Regions from separate parts of the Mus musculus genome. Here region 1 is linked to region 2. The links are chromatin contacts, called in public promoter capture Hi-C maps. All regions are on one chromosome and are shown on one strand. The core of a region is the stretch at or near the end of the contact, and the rest is flanking DNA. Distances in the headings are between cores, read along the strand shown. Region 1 holds the start of Smim11 (small integral membrane protein 11). Region 2 overlaps Itsn1 (intersectin 1 (SH3 domain protein 1A)).

Region 1 (5,829 bases), core at 602-3,101, 540 kb after region 2:
ACTGTAAAATCTAACCAAAGGAGCCCAATAGGCTATGGAACCCTCTTTTATAGCAGTGAGAAAGCTTGCAATTACAAAATCCTCTCTCTTTCTCTTTGAGGAATAATTCTTCTTCCATCTAAAGAAATGTCTCTTAGAAATGCAAACACAGAGACTCAGCAAGAATAATTCTTCTAGCATGTAGAAATATCTCTTTGAAATACAAACATTAAGACTCTGCTGGGCATGCCCCTTGCACGTCACACAACACAACACAAAACACACACCCTTTCCCAGAGTTTGTAATTTTCCCCTTGGCTTATCTGTTTCTCCAGGAAAACGTACAGGTGGTTAAATCCAGGCTTTCATTAAACATACTTTATCATCCTCACTGGAAAATATAGTTATAACATGGACATCAATCAGTCAATTTTACTTAGGGGGAACAGGAGAAATGCTACATCTTTATGTGGTAGTTAATATGGGCAACATCACAGGATCTAGACTAGGGTAACAGCCACACCTCTGGGAATGCCTGTGGGAATTATATAGATTGGGTTACATGAGGTGGGAAAACATTCTAAATGGGTGCCACCATTCCCTGGGCTGGGATCCTGGATGGAACCTGAAGGAGAAGACCAAGAGAGGTCAAGCCTCCATCACTCTCCTCCCAGCTGTGGACTCTACTCACCTAGTCTAGATAACCTAAGCTGCTTCTGTCAAGCATTTTGTTGTGTTAACAGGAGATAACTAACAAGTTGGATGGGCATCCAGTTGTTGATCCATTTACCCCAGCTTCTCCCTCCAGTATCAACTTCAACCAAAGCTTTCTAAATGAAAATGCCAAGTCAAACAGCTGGGTTGCTGTTGTTTTTCTATCCATGTTCCCTTTAGAGTCTTTCTGCTTAGTCTGCTAGTTCTACACATCTGAGTAGTACTTCAGTGCAGATTCAAAGCTATTGCAAAAGGAACAGGTGATAGGGGCTGATCCCAGTCTCGCAACTTATGGCGAGCCCCAGGTCTGGCACGAGCTGGCCTCAGCCTCGGGAAAGAAAAAAAAATCCTTTGTGTTTCCGTTTCATCATTTGTGAAATATTACAATTATAGTGTGTCCTTTTATAGGCCTTGTAGAGTTAAATTAAACGACAGTCTCAACGTGATATTCTCTTGTTAGCACAACCAGGTCTGTGAAACCCTCTGCACGCTAACATTTTCAACTTCATCTCCACAAAGAGGCATGATGAGATCTGAAGCTAACTTTCTTGGGTCCAAGAATTCACCCCGCAATTAGTGTCAGCACCGGGCATCCGCTCCCCCCTCCACAGAAGAGGGAGATGAGGTGGAGGTCTCGGTGAGAACTTTGCCTCTCCAGAGCCTTGGACAGGGCTGCTGTCTGCGTCTCCCCACCCGGCACTTTGGGGATTCACTGGCTAGAAATGAAACTGGGAACCTAAAATCTGGGTATCTATCGGTTATCTCAACCGGGATGCATTCTTCTTGTCTGTCCCCTTGGAGGAATGCTAAGCCTGGAAAACAAAACAAAAAACCTGGGACCTATTGTCTTCAGCTGTATAGAACAGGAGTCAATGACCAGTGGACATGAACAAAGGGTCCTAGGCCGAACCCTAACCCCTGCGGACCACCCTCAGGGTTCCTACTTGGATTTCTGCAGTAGCCTCAGATTCCTGCGCAACTGGCCTGAAGCCCATAGCGCCTGCGCTTGGAGAAACACGCTCCTTAATACTAGCGAATCTGCGGGCGCCCTAAAGCCACTGCGCCTGCGTATCAAGTGGTGCCTTTCAAGATGGCGCTTCCGTTCCGAGCGGTGCATTTCGGGACTTGTAGTTTTCACGACGGGATTGTGGGAGTCGTGGTTTGTGAGCAGCAAGCGAGGAGGCCCCGCCGCCCTGAGTGTAAGTGTGTGAGTCTTTGGGGCTCTGGGGAATCCCTTGGTCATCCCGCGTTCTTGTTTCTCCCATGATGACACTTGCTGCCTACGGCTACATAGCCCTTGGGAACTCTAATAGTCTTGTCGCCTTGTTTTGGTGACGCAGGAAGGGAGCGATGATAACTCCTGGCCTTCTACCCACCCCCCACCCCCGTGGAGGCAATGCCTGGGGGCGAGAACCTGGGACTGGGCACTCCCAAGTATCCAGGGATAGCAAATCCCCGTTTGATCCTGTGGTGCCCCAGATCGCAAAGGCGCCAAAGTTGCTTAAACAAGGCGTGTCGTTTCATCTAGTAGGGAAGTGCACCATAACTCACAGGCTCCCCAAAGCCTTGAAATTTGGAATCTGGCCACCCACCCGGATAAGGTGCTTCTGGGTTTCTTGAAAACCAAGGCCTGTGCTGAGTGGGCTAAGTGAGGTCCAGGGGTCATGGCGATTTGAACCTACCGATACTTTAAATGGTTGGCTGAGGAATTGGAGTGAAAGGGGTAGAGACTGGGAGTGAAAACGGCTTCAGACAGTTGACACAAGCTGCTAGGATAGGTGAGTGCATTATATGCTGAGATAGGTGCACCCTCGACTCTGTTAGCCTCGCCAAGGAGCACACGGAGCTTGTGAGCAGACTATTGTCCACGTCGTTTAAATTGGTATAATCAAAGTGAGTGAATGTCTTCTTTGTTTCTAGAATAAAACCTGGCAGGATACTTTGCAATAAAGATCAAAACTACAAACAGTTTTATTTTCTGTCGTTAAGGGTTAAGCCTGGACAGCTCCCTGCATTTCATATATTTTAATGGCCTCCAGCTGTCCTTACCCCAGTGGCTTTGGCTCACCCTCTGCTGCCAGCTGCTGCTTGCTTCTGAATGGCACCAGGAGTCCGTGATATCAGAGCAGACAGCTCACTGCTATGTTTAGCTTTCTTGGTTATCCCCATTTGCAGAAAGCTTGCAAGCTGCCTTGAAATTTAAAGTAGTGGGTGAAAATGAACCTGGCTGCTCTGGGCCCTTCGCTCTCCTCTACCCACCCCACCCACTCCATAGCAGTACAGATTCCCCTTTGCTTTTACTTTTTCCTCCTTCTCTTCCTCTTCTCTTTTTCTTCTCTTTCTCCTTCCTTGGCAGGATTCTGTGCATCTGAGATTGGCCTCCAGCTCAGTCTTTCTCTGTAGCCTTAGATGACCTTGAACTCCCATCCCTTGACCTCCACCTCCCAAGTGCTAGGGTTACAGGCTTGTACCACCAAGGTTGGGTTGTGAGTTACTTGGGCTGAACCGAGAGCTTTGCGTTAGCACTCTGGCTCAGCCACGCCCACAGCCCCCTGCTTCCTTCTCAGAGATCTTACCTCTTAACACTCAGATTGCTAGTCTTTTTGGCATCATGTCCTGTGACATTAGACAGAGCAGAGAGTTGTGAATTCCAGAGTGGGAGACTTACTCCTTGGACGCTGATATCCCAAGAGCGCTTTGGCTCAGGAGCCACATGGCTTTCCCAGGTCACATGCTCAGCCCTTACTGCCACCTGGAGTAGAGTCCTGTCCTCCTTCTTCTTGCCCTTATTCTTTATCCCATGCCTGGCATCTTGTCCAGACTACATCCTGCCCTATTGCTGTTTGTTATCTGAGGACCATTAGCAAAGGAGAGACATTATCAAGACAATAATGCTTGCTGTGTGTTACTCATGCTTCTTAGCGATTACTGGCCAACTTCTGAAGGAGAATTTACTGATGAAGGAGGCTTTGAGAGGCCAAGGTCACATTGCTGCTAAGTGCAATGTGTTTGCCAGACCTCCAGACCCCGGGGTATTTTCTTTCATTTATTTCCTCTTGTCAGCATCTTGGGCCCATTTGTTTCCCTTGACCTTGGGAGTCAGTATCCTGGGCATATCAATTCACAGAGGTGACTTGTGGGAAACAGTTAAATCGTCTACCATATAATATGTATACAACTCAATTAAGAAGGAATTATAAAAATAAAAAAAATATTTTGTTTTAATATACAGTATGGCTAATCCCTAAGATTACTAGACGTTCAAGGTGTAAATTCCAGCAGCAGGTTATAACATGCAAAGAGCTCATTTTTCCAACATAGGTTGGAATCTGCTGCTATTTAAAGGCAAACACTTGCAGGTAGTGGGCACCTTCAACCACCGCTATCGCATTTAAATAGGGCTTTGGATTATACACTTCTTGGTTTATCTGACTTTGCACAAGTCAAAGGCAAAGCTTGGTTATCTTGTGCCAATAGCTAGCTGGTTTTCAAAGTTCTGTAACCTTGAAATAGACTGAGAACTGAATTTTATATATTAGATACTTTTACAACTGGAAATGTTTTTCTACGCCATCTCCCATGAGCTTTACTTAAGGAAACCCATTCTAAAGGTGTGTGGAATTTCCCGTTGCATTTCTAATTCTAGTCTTAAGTTATTATGAAGGAAGTGAGTTTGAAGCAGTCCATCTGTACCCAGGTGACTTGCTGAGGCTGAAGCTCCCAGACCTGGCTGACTGGATGTAAGATAGGCAAGGGGAAGGGAAACCTGGGGGGTCTGCTTGATTGAGCTACACAGTGCTTTCCCAGTAAAGCAAGCCAGGATCTCCCCCACACCCATGTGGAGCTGCATGCACACACCTCTTTAAACAGAGGCTTGTGGGCACTCCAAACTGTAGCTTCTTAGCAATGACCCTCAGTAAGTCCTTTTGGTGACCAAACATATCCTGAAACTAGGCATCATGGCTAGATCCAACATATACTGGTTTGGGGTGCATGCACAGTAAGGCAAACTGTGACCTTAAAATGAACAGTTAGGGAGGGAAAAAAAAATCCCTACTTGCCCTCTTTTGGCTATGTGTAATTGGGAGCAGATAGGATTAAATTGAAATGCATCGTGGGAAAGGATGCGAACTAAAGCTTACATAGCCCATATCGATTAGAACTTAAGGACACCCCACTGATAACAGTCAGCTTCTACCCCCTCCTAAACCCACAAAAGGAAGCCACAGGCTGGTCCACTCCAGCTTAAGGTGCCTGTTGGCCTCTTGTAGAGTACCTGGCCTGTACCACGTCTGTGCTTCTGAACAAAATTCCTTGTCACTTTCTGACCTGTGTCCACCTTCAATTTTTTAAATACAGTACCAAGAACCCAGAGACACCCATTTGGAACAGAGACTTCTGGTCCTAGGTGGGTTCGGATTCTGGTCACACACTAGAGGACCCTGAGCACAGTCCTTATGCCCTATGTGTTCCCCCTTTAAAGTAAAGGGAGTAAAATGGAGACTCACTGGCTTAGCTCATCTAAGCTCATCTAAGCACAGACAGTGGAGTCAGGCTGTGACAACTTCCTATAAAGTCAGGTTCCAGAACTAGCAGGGCACCAGCTGGTTGCCAATGTCCTGTGCAGATGCTTCATCCAGATCACCCGTGTCCTGGCTGTGGAGGCAGGTGCCATAGCTAATGAGACACAGGACTGTGCAGAGCGTCTGTTCTCTGGCTGTCTCTGCACTGTCCCTAGCTCTCAGGACAGGTTTTTTTGTGTTTTTGTATTTTTTCTCCCCCCCCCCACCTTTTTTTTCCTGTCATTCTTTCCCTCCAGATAGTTTTTGGTTTGTTTTTATTTTCAGCCAGGACAAGCACAGTTAGTGTCCAGAAGGTCCTTAATCCCCAAACTAGCTTGTCCTCGTGTCAGGAGCATTGGTGAGTGTGGGCTTTAAGAGCACAGAGGAGTCAGTTGGGAACAGATGCTTCAGCAGGGAGCTGCAGAGAGCCATGAGGAAGGAACGGGGTCACCTGTGCAGAGCCCCCCCCCCCCCTCCTCTACTTGCTCTCTGTTCACAGGCCTCTCCCTATCAAAGACGTGGCTTCCTATTGTGGTCCACCCTGCAGGCTCTGTATTGAAGTTCTGTCTCTCTC
Region 2 (6,512 bases), core at 1,358-3,857:
ACATTACCCTCCAAATGTCTTTTCCACATTCATGTCTGTTTGTTTTGTTTTGTGATTTACTGAGTTTAGCCAGGCTTGTCAGTGTGATCTGAGTTTGTGCTTTCCGTTGGAACCTGGTAAGATCTGAGAGTGCTTGGGTGTAATGGCTCGGCACTTGTGCCATTATAAAAGGTGGGGATGCCATGCCCAGGAGGTTTGCTTGTGTGGTGGTGTTGGTGCCTGGGGTTCACAAATGGATAAGACCAATGGTGCGTTTTCTCCTGCGGCAGCTTTCCGGAACTTTGAAAGCTAGAAACCAGGGAGGAAGTTTCCAGCTCTATTCTGGCATGTTTTCTCTAAGTCTTGCAGCAAGGTATGTGTTCCCTTAAGCAGTAGGGTCTTATCCTGTTAACTCTGATGAACCGGAGAATTAGGTGGCTCTACATCGCTGTGATAAGTTTATTTTGGTTTATGGTTCTAGAAGCTTAAGAGTCTAACATGAAACAAAAGAGTCTGTCCTGGGGAGGAGGCGTGTCAGCAAGTGGCAGATATGGCAGGAAGAGCCGGAACCTGAGAGCCAGTGCGCATCAGTGTTGTAAGTCTTCCAGTGAGGCTGCGCCAACCAGGCCTCCCCGACAGCACCGCACCCGGAACCAGGTGTTCAGCTACCCGAGTCTCTCCTGGGGGCATTCCTCGTTCAGACCAGAACCGGCAAGAGGACTGGCTAAGTGGGACCTCTGGAGCCCCACTGACGCCTCCTGTGGAGATGTCCCACACTGGAACTGGGGCTTTTGTTTAGTCACCCATTGCCTCTAGGATGAACATTATTTGGAGTCCACTGGTCATGATGTCACATATTCAGTTCTTTTGGAAAGAAAGGTATTGATCCCTCATGATTTTAATCTTAGCAAGATTTGAAGAATATCTTTTCAAATATGGAATGGTGTAATTTATGAGAATATCGAGGTCCAGGCAGTACATCAACGTTGTTGTTTCACCTAGGGACACAGTAGCTATGGTATTAAGCTCTATTTGAAGCCAAAATTGAGGTACAGTTGCTCCAGGATATCTTAAAATTTTTCTTTTATTATCTCAGGAGTATTAGTTTGGAGGTTGAAGAGGGAAAATGAGCATTTCTTTTAAATTAGCCTTAATTGTAGTGACTCAAGGCGGGACAGAGACATCAGCTTCCCGGCTGAACCTGTGAACAATGGGAAAATCACAGCACATAATACGTGTCTTACGATTTGAAAACTGTAAGAAATGAGCTGGAAGTGGCTGTGCGCTTGTAATGCTGGCAGTGTGCAGGCAGAGGCAGGTGGGGCTCTGTGAGCTGAGTCCTCCTGACACTGCAGACAAAGGCTGGATAAAAGTGGAAGGAGACAGTGCTGTAAAGAAGACAGCTGTGCCCTTCATGAGATGCTTGTGTGCGGTCAGGGCGCGCCTATCTCTTACACAGGAGCATGTTTACAACGGTCTTTCCTACCTGGAAACTCCTGGGTGGGTTCAGGTTTGGAGTTCTTTGCCTGTGCCTCATCTGATTGTATTGAGGGAAGAAAGAATTATTTCACCGAGTTGCTTTGCAGATAAGTTAGATATATTGGGTGTGTTTAGGAAGTACCTCTTAACACTGTAATAGTATACCAGCTTTTAAAGGGTTCTCCCAACAATGACTCTTGAAAGGTACAAATTAGACACTTAAAGTTTATCATTTACCCTAGCCTGTGACAACCCAATTCCTTTGAGTCAAACTTGAGAGAAAAAAGTACCTGAGATCTGCAAGTGTTGTTGCCTGTGGTTTGTTTCTCAACTGTTGGTTTCTCAGGCGAGTGTGTCTCTGTATGTCCAGCCTTGCACTTGCCGCTGAATTCTTCTGTCCATTGAAGGATAAAGCTGTCAGTTCCTGTTTCTGAGTGTGGGAAGTAAATTTCATTATCTACAAATTTCTGCATGTCAGCGGATTTAGTGGCAATCATAACTGTTTCTCAATCTGCTACTAAGGAAGAGCAGATTCCCTGGACTGTTGGAGATGGTTTTGTTTCTAACCCTGAAGCCAGCTTGTTCTACTTACTCATTCTTGAGCATGGAAATCTAGAGCCTCACCTTGTCTTACTTATTACACTTTGGAGGGTAATTGGAGACTTGTGTCTGTGGAAGCTTGAGATACTGGGCTGAGCTAAACCAGAATCTAATGAGCAACGTGATTAAATAAATCAGTAGCCAAGAGAAGTAAGGATATTTACATTTTACCTATTTCACAGGGTGTTGTTAGAATCACTATAAATAGACTTAAAATTGTAGCATGTATTTAAGTTTTTCACACGAGTGCTATATAAAAAGCAAGGTGTTAGCATCCCATTTTCTGTTTTTGACACTAGAAATGTATGTTGTATTCTGTAATTTCCTGCTATGTGTTCTAATAAACGTTTTGTATTTGTGCTCTTGGTTAGGATGCTATTCTATCTAGCCTTCTGTTCTATTTTTAGTCCTTCACGATGAGTCTGGACATAGCTAAGTTAATAGCAAGGTAATTGAAGTGTGTGTGCCAAGTGCTCGCCTGAATATCCTCTGGCTTCTCCACTTTCAGGGTTGAGTTACTGTTTACAGTGACACATTTCACCATGACTGGGCAGTCTGATTCCATTTGCTTGTTGTCTGGCCATCTTGTGCCCAGTATTTGTCTAGCTCTACATCTCTACTATTCATCCCGTTAATCTTAAGTTTCAAGAGGATCGGTTTAACCGGGAAAGATTAGCTGTCTAATAGTCAGAACTGGATTGTTCATGCCCCGGGGCAGGCATTGGAGAACCAGAACTGATGTACCGCAGATCTGAGACCCCACTGGCCCTGTATTTCTCTCGTGTGATTTTGATGGTGTTGTCTCTTTATCTGATTTGGGCCCTTCTGCTTGCTGTTGGCTAACCAGGTTGAGTATTTGACAACAGTTTGCTCATGCTTCATGTGGGTTTTACAGATGTTTAGTGCCTTTCAGTTTGGCAGAGGCTCACAAGGCCTCAATCCAGTTTTCCAGCTTCATTGAGCGCATCACAATCTCTAACTTGTAGCATTTGAAGATGTAAGGATTTGAGCTGGTGGATTTCAGGGCAAGGACTCCTCTTTATACAGGGTGGTTTTTAAAAATTTGTTTGTTTTGGTTTTTTCTTGTTCATGTTTCGGTTTGTGACATTTAGAAATGAATAAACATTTAGAACAAACGAGATGACACACAGCAGCAGCATTCAGAATCTGTAATCGAGACAGTTGCCCGTGGCTTCTAGATGTTTGAAAGTGGCTCTCATTTGATCATGCAGCTTGAAAAAAAGGCATCCTTGACAGACACCCTGTTTTTTCAAAGGTTCTTAAAAGCCAGTAACAGTGTGCTTTGATATCAGGAACATAAAACAAACAGGCAGCCTCTGATGTTAAGCTGAATTTGTTTGATTTTTCAAGTCAAATAAATGAAAACTGTTCCTGAGAAAGGTGTGTGACATTATGTGTAGATCGAGAGGAACCTTTCACCTTGTGACTGTCGACTCTAGAACAGTACAGTTATGGAATACACTACCTAGTTTCTTTAAAAACAAAAGGCTTGCCTCCTGTGTATTAGAATGTTAAGTTTAATGTTTTGATCACTTTATTATTTTCTTGAAAAGGCATCAGTTTGATCTGACTAATTGTGCTATATTTTATATATTTTTCCCAGAACCTCAGGTAACTAGTGTGAAAATTGCATGGATGATCTTACATACAAAGTTAGGAGCTAATAGGTCATTTCTTTTGTGTTCCTTGCAACATATATGGTATCAAAGTACATTGTAAAATCATTTCTTTTTGCTTTAGCGTTTAATTGTTGCTTCAAGGGGGAAAAACTGGTTCTGCACCATCTATAGATGTTTGCTATAGGAGGAATCAGACTGGGAAAGAACCCTTGCTTAGTTCTGAGTGTAGGTGAGGATTTAGTGACCACTGGAGACAAAGACAAAGGGGTGGCCACATGGCTCACTCAGGACTTTATTCAGCACACAGCTTCCTAGCCCCGTGACAGATGCTGGGAGCCCCCAGACATCCTTGCTCCCAAGGGAAGTTGGTGAGCCGCAGTCTACAGGGAATCCACACAGAGAGCACAGGAGAGAAGGGTTCTTCTAGACGTCACCCAGGGTGGAGGAGGCGGGGACCTGGGCATGAGGCGGGGAACCTGGGCATGGCTTCTCAAGGGGAAACGTTCTCTCTGAGGCTACTTCTGCAACCTTGTCTGTGGTGCTTGTCCACCACTCTGACTGTCAAAGGGTGACATAGAAACTATGAACACATTTTTCTTGGAGTGTTTCTGTGAACACTATGCTTTTTTTTCTTTTCCCATATATTTTTGCTGTTGCCCATGGGCAGTGTCTGTATAATTATGCAGTGTGTGTCTATAGAACTTTGAAGCTGCCACCTTCCCAGAGCCAGCTTTTTGTTTGTTTGTTTGACATTTTCATATATTTTTATAATGAAGTTTAGTCATTTTGACTTCCACTCCTCCCCGCCCCCACAGGAACCCTTTTCAACAGTCCTTCTCCTCCGACCCTGGCTTCTTTTGTGAGTTTCTTAGTCACTCTCTTTGGTGTGGGAGAAGCTTACTTAGTGGACCGCAGACATCTTGTCAGTGACTACAGCACTAGCCACACATGGCTCTGGCCCTTGAAAATGTAAATCTGCCCGAGGATCTTGTTCAGTCTGAGTGGCCTCCTCACCACCGAGACTCATGGGAGGTCTGTCTCCACGATGTCAGCACCTTTGGGTGCTTTAATCCCCCCTCTATGTAGAAAGCGGCTTGGCTGGTGCCCTTTCTTCACTGCTGCCTGTCTCTCTGCTCGGACCTTGCTGCTCCGTGAAGCACTGGGAGGCCAGCGTGTCTCTTGACCTGAGCATGACCGTTCTTTGGATCTTTATGCTCATCGTGATAATCTTCATGTGGTGAGCACAGTAATCGATTAAAGCTGAGATCTGTCAGTTTGAGGGTTTTTGTTACAATTGCAGGGTGATAATTTAACAACAGAAGCTGACATTTGGAGCTTTTTACTCTGCATAAAGTAGGGGTCCAGGTGTTTTACTTCTGTTAAAACTCATAGTTAGCTGGGTGTACTTGTACACGCCTTTACTCCCAGCAAGCACTCCAGAGGCAGAGGCAGGCGGATCTCAGTGACTTCCGGGCCAGTCTTCTTCACATAGTGAGCTCCGGAGCTAAACGGAGACCCTGACTCCAACAGACAAAAGCCTCTCACTCAGTTACCATTGTTAAAGAAAAATTATTCTGAAGTTTGTTACAATGGAAGGAGAGGCTTTATTCTCGAGACTATTGAAAGGAGAAAGAGAAAGCAGCCTCTGCTCCAAATTCAGTGAGGACAGGTGGAAATTTATAGCTGTGTGCGGAGTAAGTAGGGTGAGAGAATTACTAAGAGAAGACACTGAGGGTAGGAAAGATGATTCCTTCAGAACTTACTGTACCAGTCTGCTTGGGCATAGACTGGACACCTTAAGCAGCAGAGGGCGGTAGGCGTAGTTGCGAGGAAGGCTTGCTTAAAGAGAGAGGCCTGGCTAGCCGGGCGTGGTGGCGCACACCTTTAATCCCAGCACTTTGGGAGGCAGAGGCAGGCAGATTTCTGAGTTCGAGGCCAGCCTGGTCTACAAAGTGAGTTCCAGGACAGCCAGGGCTACACAGAGAAACCCTGTCTCGGAAAACAAACAAACAAACAAACAAAGGCCTGGCTAAAGTTTGGTCAGAAGAGACTTTGTCAGGACTAGGAACCCCTGGGTTCAGAACCACTTGTGTTTAATTCTTGTAGCTCCTGCAGTTTATAGATCAATATGTGAAGCTTAGAGAACAGGAGCTGGGACACTCGGTCACTGGTAATGTTAAGCTGCTGCCGCTGTCACCTGCCCTTGCTGTCATCCTAACTGTTGTGAAATGGAGCGGTCGGTGTGTGCCACTGAGGACAGCTCCGGCTGTTGCCAGCACCGGTGCCATTGCAAAGGTGCGCTTTCCCCTGCGGCATGCACTTAAGTGCGAGCCACTTGGCTGAAACGGAGCACAGATGGCGCATCTGCACCGGTCGGGGTCCGGTTCTGTTCCCTTTAAATAGTCATCAGAAGAACTTTTGTTTTGCGAGATTTCTGTGTGTTGCCTCTTATAGTAGTCAAAGGAAGGAAATGAAAAATGGGATTTCAGATGTTCTCAATAGAAAGCTTAATTGTAACCATTAATCTGTTTTCATGAAAAATTGTTTAACTATGGGTGAATTATCAAGTAAGCCCTATGAATCAGCTGTTTGTTAGATGGTGCTTGGTGCCTGTTTTTAAGTGATTTCACTTGATTTTCTGAGAGGAATAAAAGGGAGTGGTTTTGTACCTTTGGTTCCCTGGAGTTTCTGTAGTGTATTAGAAGACGCTAGCTTGTGGGCAGGGCCTGCTCTCCCACCCCTGGGAGGCTGTGCTAGGATCTCAAGTCTAAGCCCATAGAGAGATCTTATCTCCCCTCTTCTGCTGCAGGGGTG

The links. Promoter capture Hi-C pulls out the DNA fragments that hold promoters and counts their contacts.
Region 1: a contact with region 2 is called in a promoter capture Hi-C map of liver, with 2.3 times the contacts expected there. The contact joins the promoter of Smim11 here to the enhancer-like site in region 2. A contact is called at or near these places in 6 of 39 promoter capture datasets (the 3T3-L1 cell line, cranial neural crest, frontonasal cranial neural crest and 2 more), 1 of 115 datasets of contacts at active chromatin or transcription factors (astrocytes) and 2 of 9 other capture datasets (adipose tissue and embryonic stem cells).

The regions. Positions count from the first base shown.
Region 1 is chr16:92,299,452-92,305,280 of GRCm38.p6, forward strand. It overlaps Smim11 (small integral membrane protein 11), which reads left to right and starts at 1,852. Exons shown (of 4, transcript NM_138743.2): 1 at 1,852-1,892.
Region 2 is chr16:91,760,069-91,766,580 of GRCm38.p6, forward strand. The region is part of intron 1 of Itsn1 (intersectin 1 (SH3 domain protein 1A)); the gene reads left to right. Among named protein-coding and RNA genes, the nearest start is that of Itsn1, 34 kb to the left of the region's middle. Within about 2 kb of position 2,608, at least 22 of the 459 cell types and tissues checked have an H3K27ac peak or open chromatin away from gene starts, as enhancers often do. A contact at or near this core is called in liver, where this site is marked.